Regions from separate parts of the Mus musculus genome. Here region 1 is linked to region 2. The links are chromatin contacts, called in public HiCAR-type maps. All regions are on one chromosome and are shown on one strand. Each heading gives the region's core, a stretch centred on a gene start, on an enhancer-like site or on the middle of the called end of the contact. The rest is flanking DNA. Distances are from core to core; before and after follow the strand shown. Region 1 overlaps 6030407O03Rik (RIKEN cDNA 6030407O03 gene). Region 2 overlaps Gm29185 (a long non-coding RNA gene).

The links. HiCAR-type assays count read pairs that join an accessible place to other places.
Region 1: a HiCAR-type map of kidney shows a contact between it and region 2, with 5 times the contacts expected there. The contact joins two enhancer-like sites. A contact is called at or near these places in 3 of 115 datasets of contacts at active chromatin or transcription factors (astrocytes, embryonic stem cells and kidney).

What each region holds. Positions count from the first base shown.
Region 1 is chr1:73,627,055-73,633,274 of GRCm38.p6, reverse strand. All of the region lies in intron 7 of 6030407O03Rik (RIKEN cDNA 6030407O03 gene), which reads left to right. Among named protein-coding and RNA genes, the nearest start is that of C530043A13Rik, 100 kb to the right of the region's middle. Within about 2 kb of position 2,759, at least 11 of the 459 cell types and tissues checked have an H3K27ac peak or open chromatin away from gene starts, as enhancers often do. A contact at or near this core is called in kidney, where this site is marked.
Region 2 is chr1:73,229,042-73,235,429 of GRCm38.p6, reverse strand. All of the region lies in intron 1 of Gm29185 (a long non-coding RNA gene), which reads right to left. Among named protein-coding and RNA genes, the nearest start is that of Gm31197, 92 kb to the right of the region's middle. Within about 2 kb of position 4,664, at least 1 of the 459 cell types and tissues checked has an H3K27ac peak or open chromatin away from gene starts, as enhancers often do. A contact at or near this core is called in kidney, where this site is marked.

The DNA of each region.
Region 1 (6,220 bases), core at 1,510-4,009, 400 kb before region 2:
CACAAGCAATTTGGCCCAGTCATTTTGGACTTTAGTTTCTCATCTGCAAAATGAAGAGGAAGTGACTGAGTTTTTCTCACAGATTACCATGATCAGCAGCCTCCCAAGGAGCATGCTAAAGGGCAGGTGTGACCCCCCAGGTCTGAGAGCAACCTGGGACTCTGTATTTCTTAGGATCCCAGGGCTGCTTTTGTTACTTGTCTATGGAGGCAAGGATCTGTCACGGATTGGGGAATGCTTTCTATATAGTCAGGAACATCCTGCTTGTGTTCTTTAGTAGAGAAGCTACCTGCTGCAGGAGGCTACTGAGCACTTAAAACATGGCGGGTGAGTTCAAGGAGCTAGATTTTCAGTTTTACCCTGTTTTAATGAATTAGGGTGTTCAGTGGCTACCAAGTTGGACAGCACAGCATGGGTACTCTCTAAGACAGTTTACTGACCAGCTCTGTGGATTTAGTCAGGTCATTTAATTTCTCAGACTCACAAATTTATCACTAATACAAATAAAAACAAAAAGCGTTTCCTGTTTATCAGGGATGCTGGTTGGCTGGTAAGAATAGTCTGTAGTCTGTGCAGATGTGTGCTATGTAGTTATGTCATTACTATTACTGTTACTGCTATTGACGTACCAGTAGGCATTGAAGTTAGACAAATTGTATTAAAATCCCATATCCATCTAGCTCTTCTTGTTCTGGGCTTCTGCAACCTTTGATCTCACCAGCTCTAAATAACAGCTTTCCAGGATTTAGAATTTTTTTTAAAAAATATTTTTATTAGTTATTTTCCTCATTTATATTTCCAATGCTATCCCAAAAGTCCCCCATACCCTCCACCCACTCCCACTTTTTGGCCCTGGCATTCCCCTGTACTGGGGCATATAAAGTTTGCAAGTCCAATGGGCCTCTCTCCCCGTCATGTTTTAAGTGCTCAGTAGTCTCCTGCAGCAGGTAGCTTCTCTACTAAAGAACACAAGCAGGATGTTCCTGACTATATAGAAAGCATCCCCCAATCAGTGACAGATCCTTGCCTCCATAGACAAGTAACAAAAGCAGCCCTGGGATCCTGGGTGAGTGAGTTCTCTCTGTATTTTGTTAGGAACTTGATAAAGAATGACAAATAAAACCAGAAACTCACCCTGCTCCTCCATCTATATCGTTCCGTGCTAAGTCAGATTCAAATGGTGCTGAGGTTGGGTGATGGTGTAACTGGGAGGACATGTGAAAAGGGGGCATTTCGAGTAAACCAACACATAGTCGATGATTAGATGTCAGAAAGGGGACTGGAGAGTCTGGGCTGGAGATGTGAGTGTGTCTTCCCACAAGGTTACTGAGAATCAGCAGGAGGTCATGTGCAGGAGATCAGGGGGATGGGTCTTAGAGGAGCTCAGTACATGGCTATCTCTTTCCCCCTGTGGGGCTACAGAACAGTACCTCATGCTGGCTGGGCAGTCTCAGCCCCTGCACTGGAACCTGCGGTCCTTGTTGTAGCTCAGGTCTCCCTAAATTAGGAATTATTATTTCTGTGTTAAGGTTGAACCGATACTACCAAATTAGGGCAGACCCAATTTACCAGTTGATGGATATTGCACTGAGCCCCAAAAGAATAAAACATCCACACAAACAGCCTATGACATTGGAGAATGATCTCTCTTTGAAAGAGGCTATTTATGATCAGTGAGTGTATGTGAGAGAGAGTGTGGACATGTGCATGCTGCAGTCTGAGTGTGAAGACCGTACACAGAACAACTTTCAGAAGTTTGTTCTGTTAATCCCATCTGTTCAGAATGAGACCAAATTTGCCAAATTTGAAGCCAGCTTTAATTAAATACCAGTCAGGTCCATACTTGGGTTCTCAGGAAATGGCCATGAGTCACATTTTGCTGAGGCTTAAAAAAGGCAAAACTGTCTGGATGATGGTGGCCCATGACATTAATCCCAGCACTTGGGAGGCTGAGGCAGGGGGAGCTTTGAGGGTTCCAGCCTGGTTTACAGAGCAAGTTCTAGGACAGCCAGGACCGCCAGGGCTATACGGAGAAACCCTGCTCAAAACAAAAGAAAACAAAACAAAGACAAAGCTCACAATTCATGACATTTTCCCTCAGATCCAATCATGGGCAAGCATACATCCTGACTACTTCCTGCCTGTGTACCTCTCTCCTACACCTAATCAGGGAAGCATACAACCTGACTATGTCCTACCCACGCACCTCCCACCCACACGTGACCAAGCACATCCCACGCATACGGGTCAAACAAACTTGTTTAGGGAGTGAAGACAAACTTGGGTTCTCAGGTCTCCCCTTCTTACTGTGGGTTCTTGGGATCAAACTCAGGGCATCAAGCTTAGTGGGTAAATAACCTGAGCCATGGAGCGATCTCAATGGCCCTGGGAATGAGATCTGAGTTGGTTCTTTCCAGGAGGTTTGACAGTTTGAGTGTAGCTATTGGTTTACAGCTCCCTTTTGAGTTTCTCCCTTTACAGTCTGTATTGTTCATTTGTCCCTGTGCTATCACCCCTGTCAATGAGATAGCTCATGATGGTGCTGTTGGATAGTTGCTATTATTTTAAATAACCAATTTCCTTCCCCAGGAGAGGGTTTGGGGTGGGGAACTGGTCTTGCACCCGTGTATCAGCACAGCCACCTGACTTGCTGTCCATGTGTGGCAATAAAGCTAAGCCATGTGACAGCCTTCAGAAGCAGTACCACAGGGAAGCAGCAGCTGGCTTAGCCAGAAAGAGCCCCATTCTGGCAGCAATCTCCTCTCAGATGCAATTGCTCTTAGACTCTGTTAGGTGGACAGTTTACAAAGTAACTGATTAACAATGGTGTACTGAGTCCCAACCAGATATTTTGCAATATTTGCTTAGTGTGTTTAGCTGCTTCTTCTAGAGCCTTGTAATAATTTAGTGGGGAGGCCTCCTTTTTGTTACTACTACTTATAGGACATAATGAAACATATTTTCATCATTAGCATTAGAATTTCAGTGTTTTAACAATAACCTTGAAGTTTCTGTTCCTAAATATGTGGAACACTTTCCCCTGATGGGCGCTTCTGATTTTCCTTCCATACTCTGGGATATAAATGCTAATTGAATCTAATCCCAAACCAGGTTACTTTGTCTTCAAATTTAAATGTAAATGTCTGATTTTTCTTAATAGTGAAGATTTACTTTAAATTTCCTTTGAAGTTCTAGCATGTTTCTAGTGCCTTTGAATATAAATGTAAAATTTAGTTTAAATGTCATCTGCCAGGAACGGGTGATTAAGGCAGACGTGCTGTTTGGAGAACTGACAAATGCTATTAAAAAGAGCTTAATGTTTTTGAGAATGAAAAATGGCAATTCAAGCACAATAAAAAGCCAGAAATGACTAAAATGATAATTTCCATCACCAGCAACATGTCAATTTGAAAAGGAGCAGCGGGGACTTACTGACTTGGTAAGGTATTATCAGAGAAGCCTTTATTCTGCAACAAAAGTAAATGGTCTCTTTTTAAATAAATCAGCAAAGAAACGTCCAGCTTTTTTCTTTTAAAAATTCTATTAAAAAATTTAATGCCTGGCATGCTCCACATGACTTTATTCTCAGGCTTGAGAGGCAGATGCAAGCAGATCTCTGAGTTTGAGGCCAACTTGACTTACAGAGGGAGTTCCAGGACAGCAAGGGACACATGGAAAAATCCTGACTCAAACACAAACAAACAAAAAGCCAAAAAAAAAGATAAAATAAATAAATGTAAAAAGATTTGTTTTTGAATTACAATAAAATCATATCATTTCTCTCTTTCTTTCTTCCCCTCAAAACCTTCCTATATATTCGCATCTTTCTTTTAAACCCTTTCCTTAATTGTTCACACAAAATGCACAAAACACACATACATACACACTCCTCAATACATAAAAACAACTGACTCGGGCTCTATAACGTTACTGGTATGTATGTTTTCAGTACTGACCATTCGGTATTGGATAACCAATTGGTCCGCTCTTCCTTGGAGAAGACTATCTCTCCCATTGCATCAGTCCTTGATTGCCGGTGGCTCTTTGTCCAGAGTTGAGGCCTGTGGCCTTCCCCCTGTCTACATCAGCATGTCTGTTGGTGTTGTCCCTGTTCCTCACATGCATAGACAGCCATGTTAGTGAGGCTTCATGAGTGTGGCTTCTGGCATTTCTCAGAGTCCCAATCTCAGGGCAAACTCCTTGTTCCTTTCGCTCGTACAATCTCCTCATCGTCTTTACCCCAATGTGTCCTGAACCTTAGGCACAGGACTTGGGTTACAGATATATCATTTGGTACTGGCAACCACTGCATTTTGTTGGTTGTGGTTTTCTGCCTGTTGCGAAGAGAAGCTTCCTTCATGAGGGTGAAGAGGGAGTATAGTCACCAGTGGGTTTAAGTGCAAATATTAAGAATGTAGTTAGGGATTAGTGTCACCGCGCTAGGTGAATTTTTAGCATTCTTTCCCACTGCCACTTTACTCTGGTTTATTACTCTAGTCATGTTTTAAAAGCAATTCTGCGTCTTTCTCCTGTTTCTAATGGGCTCTCCCTCAGGGTGGAGACTCTCTTCTGGGCATGCTCAGATCCCATTCTCATTTTGGTTCTGCCATTTCCAGCTGTGAAGTTGATAAATATTTCCAATTAGCTCTTAATTTAACTAAAATAAATTACCTTTAAACAACTACTCAAAATCAAGCAGAACTATAAACGATATTCATTGAAAATGTAATTTAAAATTTAATTTCCATTCAAGTTACCTAAAAGAAATCAAAATTAGTGAGAGAGGGGGAAAAAAAGTCCCTCTTTGAAAACCAGAACATGCCAAGGACCTTTTGTGGAAAACACACAGAATAATTGAAAGACTCACTGTTTCCATTAGCGGCTGGGATATGTGGATTCTAGAAGCTTGATGAATTAGTGGCTGAGCAAAGTGGCCTGAGAACTGCTTTCCTGGGAACTGAAAAGTCAGAGAATTTGTTTTTTAAAGGGTATTCTTTGAGACCATTTCCATGGAGCTGAAGGATTCCTCTCAGTCTTACCTCTTCTTCTGGAGCTCTCTAGAGTCCCCATCCTTGGGACTCTCCAGATGGCTTCATTTCCTGGCTCCAGATTCATCTTGAAAGTCCAGATATGGGTGTGGGATGTAGAGGTCAGATTCATTTACTCTCTTCCAGGCTCTGCCATGTCAATGGGGCGGGCTTTGAAAAGGTCCTGGTGACATGTGGCATCCTTGTTGCCCCTGTGACCCTGCTCTGAGAAACTTTGGGGGGGGGGGTAAACTTGAATCCTACCTGTGAGTAAAAGAAGACAAATCAAAGCCTCTAATTCTCACTCTATAGGGATCTTCAGACCACTAAGGCCAGGGTTTTCTTGGCCTTAGGACTGTGCATATTCTATGCCTGATGATGCCTTAACACCAATGTGGTCCTGTGTGTGGGGAGATTTTCAGCAGCATCTCTAGTTGTCTTTTAGATTCTTTTTCCTTTTCCATCTCTTGTTCTTCCCATTCTAATTCCCCTGTGTCCACTGGCTACCAAATTCATGCTCTCTTCTTTAGCTCTTATTGTTACACATGTATGCACACGCATGTGCACACACATTCATATACACACAGAGAGGCAAATACAACACATTGAGTCCATTTAGTGTTGCTTGCATGTATGTGTTTAGGTTTGACCGCTAAGCATTGGATAACCTACTGACTGGCAACCTCATTCCTAGTGAAGGTAAGTCCCTGTTGTTGAAGACACCAAATACTTCAGACATGGGATTTAGAGGAATCAAGATGGAATTGATCTGGTAAACTCCTTCCTGAGACTGGCCCTCATAGTATGTGAAGGTGGAGTGTAAGCTGCTAAAGGAGAAAAGCAGTCAATAGTCCTACCAGCTGCAGAGCCTGTGAACTACAGAGACTAGCGTGGCAAGCTAGCCTCCAGGGTATAGTCCTGATACAACTTGGAGGTAACCAACAGCTAACTGGACTTTCCGTTAGATTCAAACAAGACTCCCTGATTTGTGACAATCAGCAGTCTCCAGTTATGATCATCTATTTCTTAGAGGAAAAAGTAATTCCTGGTTGAAACCCAGTGATCCACTTTCCCATGTAATGTAGAACTTTGCTTTTCATTGCTCACCATACACCTTGGGAACACTTCTGGAGCCTTTGAATACACCTCACTTTGGTTGGTAGTCCTGGGAATAGTACCACTGGTACCACAAG
Region 2 (6,388 bases), core at 3,415-5,914:
AGGCTGAGACTGCCTGGAAGTGACTCGTCAAGGATGGCATGATGATACCAGACCCTAAGAATCTAAACTACGTAGTTAGCTGAACACCATCTTTAACAAAGCTGCTTTCTTCTTTTCTTGTGTGGCTTTGACTAAATGGGAAGGGCCAGACTTGTTCGTTGCTAGTACCAGTCTGTAGAATAGTTGTTCAGGGTCTTGTGATCTCCTTACATTCCTGAGACTCTCAGTACATGAACCTGAGCTAAAAGTGTTTCCAACACAGGCCAAAGAACCAAATGGGAGCTAAGGGACATTATTAGAATACATGAAAAGGTGGCCTTAAACTTTCTCCATGAGTAAATTTCTCACAAAGGGATGGCACGGTGGAGAGAAGCTGTTTACCTCACAGCAGGAGGGAAACAGAGAAGAAAGGCATAAAGGAGCCAGAGTGAAGATGTACCTGCAGAGGCGCATTCCCATCCTCTCTCACAGTCCCATCACGTCTCAATAAACTATTGAGGTTCTGGATCAGGTTCAGATTAAAATTTAGATTTGATCAAAGCCCTCATGATCAAATTACTTTCCAGAATCCCAAGGACTGGAACCCAAGTGGCCAAAATCTGAAACTTCAGAGGACATCTTAGATGCAAATGCCAGTCACCTCCACATGCATAAGAAGCCTACCAACTGAAGAGTGCTATGGCAAGACCAGCCAGTGAATGCCAGTCTGGGTGACCTTCCAGGTGGGACTTAAAGTCCTGAGCCAGATTGCCTGGGGATGGGGAGACACATCCATTCCATCACCAGTAAGCTTTGCAGCCCTCAAGCCACGAGCCAATCATGTCTCTTTGGGCTTAGGTTTCCTCATCTGCAAAGTGGGATAAAAAGTACCTATGCCTGAGGATCCATAGCCACAGTGAGTAGGTGAGGAGCCTCTTCATTGGGTTCCCATAAAAATCTATACAGTGTAAATGAAACTGGAAAGCTCACACAGCAGCTCATAAAGAACTACAAATATTACATGTCAATCTTTTGGGGGAAAAATTAATGGAACAACAAAAACAGCAAAGATAAAAAGATGCTTTTTTGTTGAACCCCATAGAACTCAGGCTTAATTTAGTAAGTTAACTGGATACAGAATGAAGTTTCTAAAAGTAAACTTGAGGAGGAATTCTTAAGAGAGTAACTCAGAAATGAGAAAAGCAGCGTCCTATCAGGTGAGCCCACAGACACTCAGTTTGGCCCAGATAGGGGCCATGGGCTGTGGCTGCACCAACCTGCTACAGTTTAAAACCTGGCCAAGCAAGTCCGAGTGTCTCTGACTTAATCCTCCAAACTCTGCAGAGCAGTGGCTCTTCTCTATGCCCTACCCAGGTCTTTTTATTTAAGACTGAGTTCCCCCTGGGCTCCAGGCCCAGTCTTCCAGCAGTGGTAAACAGCATTCTGTTTCAGGTTTCTAGAATGCTGTGTCTCACCTGGGTCCTGTCCCTGCTAAGTTCAATATCTCTGTACTTTCTTGGTTTTGTTTTGTATGAAAATTCCTTTGAACCACAGCTGTCAGGGGCCTAGAGATTTCTGTTCTTTTCTGGACAAACTAGAGAGATAGTTGCAAGTTAACTATTCTCCTCATAACAATCATGGTCCATTGGATTCAATCACTCATTGCAGGAACCTTCATATCTCAAAAGTCATGTCCATAATTAACAAAGAAATAGACTCCTGGTGAGAGGATGGATGGCCTCAAAACTAACATCACTCTTGAATATACACTGATTCATGTGTACCCAAACATGCATACATACACACACACACACACACACACACACACACACACACACACTCACATACACACACCTCTTCACATCCAATTTTAACAAGTGGAAGACAATAGTTTCTGATGTAGATAGTTTACTTACGTATAAATTGAGAAACGACCAGTTGGTAGTTACATAACATTTTCTACCTTATGCTATAAAGAAATGAAGCACCTGTCAACTAAGCATCAAGCCCATCATAAGGATAAAGACCTGAATAAGTCAGCGAGGGGATGAGTCAAGACAGGAGATTTTATAGAGTGACACATGAAAGTTTTGATCCAGTCCAGAAGAAAAGAACCCCTGGCATTTTAGACTCAATCGTTTAGGTCTTGGTTAATAGACAATGAATGGGGCTTAGAGATGCTTGAGTCAGCAAAGTGCTAGCCATGCAAGCATGAAGGCCTTAATTCTGATGCCCAGAAACTACATAAAAGCTAAGTGCAATAGCATCTGTCATCGTAGGGCTGGGGCAAGGAAGATAGGAGGATCCTTTGGGGCTTGCCAACCACCTACTATCCTAGGTGAATCAGTGAGACTGCATTCAGAAGGAGGATCTGTTTCAAAAAAGGAAGAAAGAAGGAAAGAAGAAAGGAAAGAAAGAAAGAAAGAAAGAAAGAAAGAAAGAAAGAAAGAAAGAAAGAAAGAAGAAAGGAAGGAAGGAAGGAAGGAAGGAAGGAAGGAAGGAAGGAAGGAAGGGAGGGAGGAAGGAAGGAGAAAAGAGAGAGAGAAGTGAGTCAGAAACACACCAGCCTCTATCTCTGACATACATGTGTACACATACACACAGACATACACATACACAAGCACACACACATGCACACACATTCATGCCTGTGCACACCCATGTGCACAAACACACAAAGAGACTATGAATAGACATTGCAGATAAATAGCACGGTCTGACTAAGCCTGAATAATAACCCTGACCTGAAGAGAGAATCTGCATGCATGTTATTTTGCTTTTGTTTTGGTTGCTCTCAAAACTACACACCCACACATACACACATACTATTTCCTATTGCAAATGATGCCCTGGGGAGCCCGAGAACATCTGTGTGTTACAAAAGGGAGGAGATAAGCAAGTGACTATTTTAAAATTACAGTTGGAAAAAATAGAACTCCAGATGAAATTTGAGATAAAGTTCCAAATAAAGTCTTATGATTTGTGGGTCCTACATAAAATAAAAGAACCCCTAAATAGCATGGTATTGGCATAAAACAGACACATGGGCCAATGGGAAAGAACCTTGGTGGAAACCTGCACCTCCCCAACCTGCCGAGTCTCAACAATGGTGCTAAGAGCACATCAGAAAGAGTGGCCTTTGGAAAATTGGGTAACCTCTTGGAGGAATGAAAGCAGACTCATGTCTCACGTACTACACAAACTACTCAAAATGAACAAAAGACTTAAAATGTAAGACCCAAACTACAAATCAATTAGATGGAAACATAGGGCAAACTCTTCAGGACAATGGAATCAGTAAGAAGTCTTGGGGAAAATACCTGTGTATAGGAAACAAAACCAAAAATGAACAAAGAGGACACATCAGAATAAAACCCTTCTACACAAAAAAGAGTAATCAAGAGAGAAGAGAGAAATTGCACAATGGGAGAGCTAACAAAAGGGCAACATGTAGGATATATAAAATCCTCAAAAAATTTAAGAAAAAATAAGGAGAAAGATGATTTTAAAATGATCTGAACACATATTTTTTTCTAAATAAGACATATAAATATCCAAGAGGTAGATGGAAAAACTGCTTATCACTAATCATTAGGAAAGTACAAATCAAAACTGCAGTGATGCTGGGAAGATGGTTCACTGGATAGAATGCTCAAGCATGAGGAACTGAATTTGGATCCTTACCACCACTTAAAAATTCAAGAGTGATGCACACACCCCCAGTCCTGAAGCAAGAGGCAGAGACAGAAGATCTTAGGAGTCTGCCAACCAGTGAGTCTCACCTGTTAGTGAGCTCCAGGTTCAGAAAGAGAATCTGCTTAAAAAAAAAATAAGGTGGAGAGCAAAAGAGAAAGACAAGCACTAACCTCTGGTTTCCACATGTGCACACGTGGGCACATGCAACTACACACAAGCATGCACACATGCCTATGTCATACACACACACACAAATGCACATGGAGATACAAATAAATAATTTTGAAATGAGTGCATGTTTTCAGTGAAACAATGTAAAAGTGCTAGTGAGGACAAGGAGAAAGGGGCCCTTTGAACACTGTTGTTAGAAAGAAAAATTAGTGCATACATCATGAGAAACAATATGGAGACCTCACTATGGAAGGAGAGCATGTTCCCACTTTGATGTCTATGGATATTCTTGTCTGTTGACATCCAGTTATTCAGTACTGTCCCATCTCACGTGGTGATAGATAGAGGAGCCTATAGGTATAGATCTCTGAAAGGGTAAACCAAAATTATTCTCCTCCTTACTAGTTGACTAGCATGCTATGTTGTTATAGCAACTGAAAGCTGGTCAGAGAAAGTAAGGATAGAGTTTATTCTGCTACTTTGATGACAGATAAAAGGATGGTATGCATGCAAATTATTTTATATCATTTCTTCTTCATGGAAGTACTCAGTAAGTACCAGCCTATGATAACTTTGGTGGTAATGCCTGAACTGTGTATACCTGCAGAGGGAAAATTTGGAAGGAGGAGGTAAGAGCAGATGTTGAAGATAAAAATGTGTCTAAAGTGAGTGTCTTAGAGTCTTTCTCCAGACCAATCTCTCTTTCCTGCACATTCATTAAAATCCCTGGGAAAAATAAAGAGCCTTGATTTTCTTTTCCATGGAGTTAATCATCAGCAAGTTTAAAAATTAAATTTCAGTGCTCTGTGAGGACTTTGTCTAGGAAACTCTGTCAACTTGCAGGATGTAGAATGCATAGGGAGCAGACCTCACTGAAGCCCTAGAGAGACTGTTAAGCAGTTTTTGTCATCATGTTTCAGAGAACATACTGTTCTGCACTCCATACTCGAAAAGAATAAAAGACTGCTAGGTTTAGGAATTACTTAGCATATTGGATACCAGAACTTTGTACTTGGTGGTAAAATAAACCATGATTCAAGAAAAAAATTAAATTCCAGGCCATCAAGATGACCCCGGGGGTAAAGGTATATGCTACTAAGCCTGGCAGCCTGAGTTTGAGCCCAAGAACTCATTTCAAGAAAGAACTGAGCATCCCACATTTTCCTCTAAGCTGCTTCCATGTTCTTCTAGACATGGAAGCCTTGGCATATATACACAAACACATTATATTAAGTAATGTAAAAAATTATTTTAAAAAACTGTATTGTTTTAAATAACAGGTGGTTTGTATATTGTCAGAGGTTTACCATCAGTTGGTGAGCTAAACCCTTAGACTTTTGACCCCATTCTACTGAAGTGATTTTAGTCAAACAAAAGCCAGAAACACAATGGAAAGGAAGAACAAAACTTAACTTGAAACTTTCATCTGTTAAGGTAAAATGTTTTGTTTTGTTTTGTTTTGTTTTGTTTTGTTTTGTTTAAAAAAATCATCATCCTTGCTCTTAAATAGCAGAGGGTGACTGGTTGGCAAGGGTAGAGAGATGAGAAAAGCGAAAAGAATTGAAGTTTTAGATGTGGGGTTTTTTTTACACAAGGAATTAGTGTAGAGATGTTGTTAAAGCAACAGCCCAGTGGATCATAGTTTGCTAAAGAAAGCTTCCTACATCATAAAGAAGGCAGGAAGCTGGTGACCCAAAAGCTCCCTGCTGCTATACCTCTCCCACTTTAAAACCATAACCTTTTAGTAATTAATAATAGAAGGAATCTACTTCCACTTTTGAATTTCTGACTTCTTAAAATCCAGATGATGAGACAGAACAGGGTCTGCTGTCTCACAGAAAAATTCCATCTCCCCTCCCCAACTCCCCTGACCCCTGCTACCTTTCCTCCATCCTTCCCTTTCTCCCCTACCCATCCCCCATTTCTCATAATATGAATTAGCTAATACCACTTCAAAAACACTTTAGTTTTAGAGCTGCAGGATAGTATGATTTTTCATTGTTGTGCTGTGTTACATGTTTACAGTACGTTAAAATAACTATGTGGCCATGACAAACTGTGAAGAAGGAAATATACAGAATAGTCAGCACGATATTTAAAGAGAAGGGCAAAGCTGAGGACTGAGCTGACTTCAAGACCAAGTATAAAGCTACAAAAATAAAAACAAGGTAGAAATGCTTCAAAAACTGATTAGAAAACAAAGGAGAAAGTTTAAGGTTAATCAATCTCTCAGAAGAACAGTCAGCTGATATTGACAAAAGAGCAAAGGCAATACGATAGAGAAGAGAGTCTTTACATCAACAGATGCTGGAACAACTAGATGTCTACAGGCAATAAACAACAAATAAACAACTGATATTCAGATCTTTATGACCAGCACAAGGTCATAAAGATAAACTTAACTTGAAACTTTCATCTGTTAAGGTAAAATGTTTTGTTTTGTTTTGTTTTGTTTAAAAAAAATCATCATCCTTGCTCTTAAATAGCAGAGGGTGACTGGTTGGCAAGGGACACACACACACACACACACACACACACACAC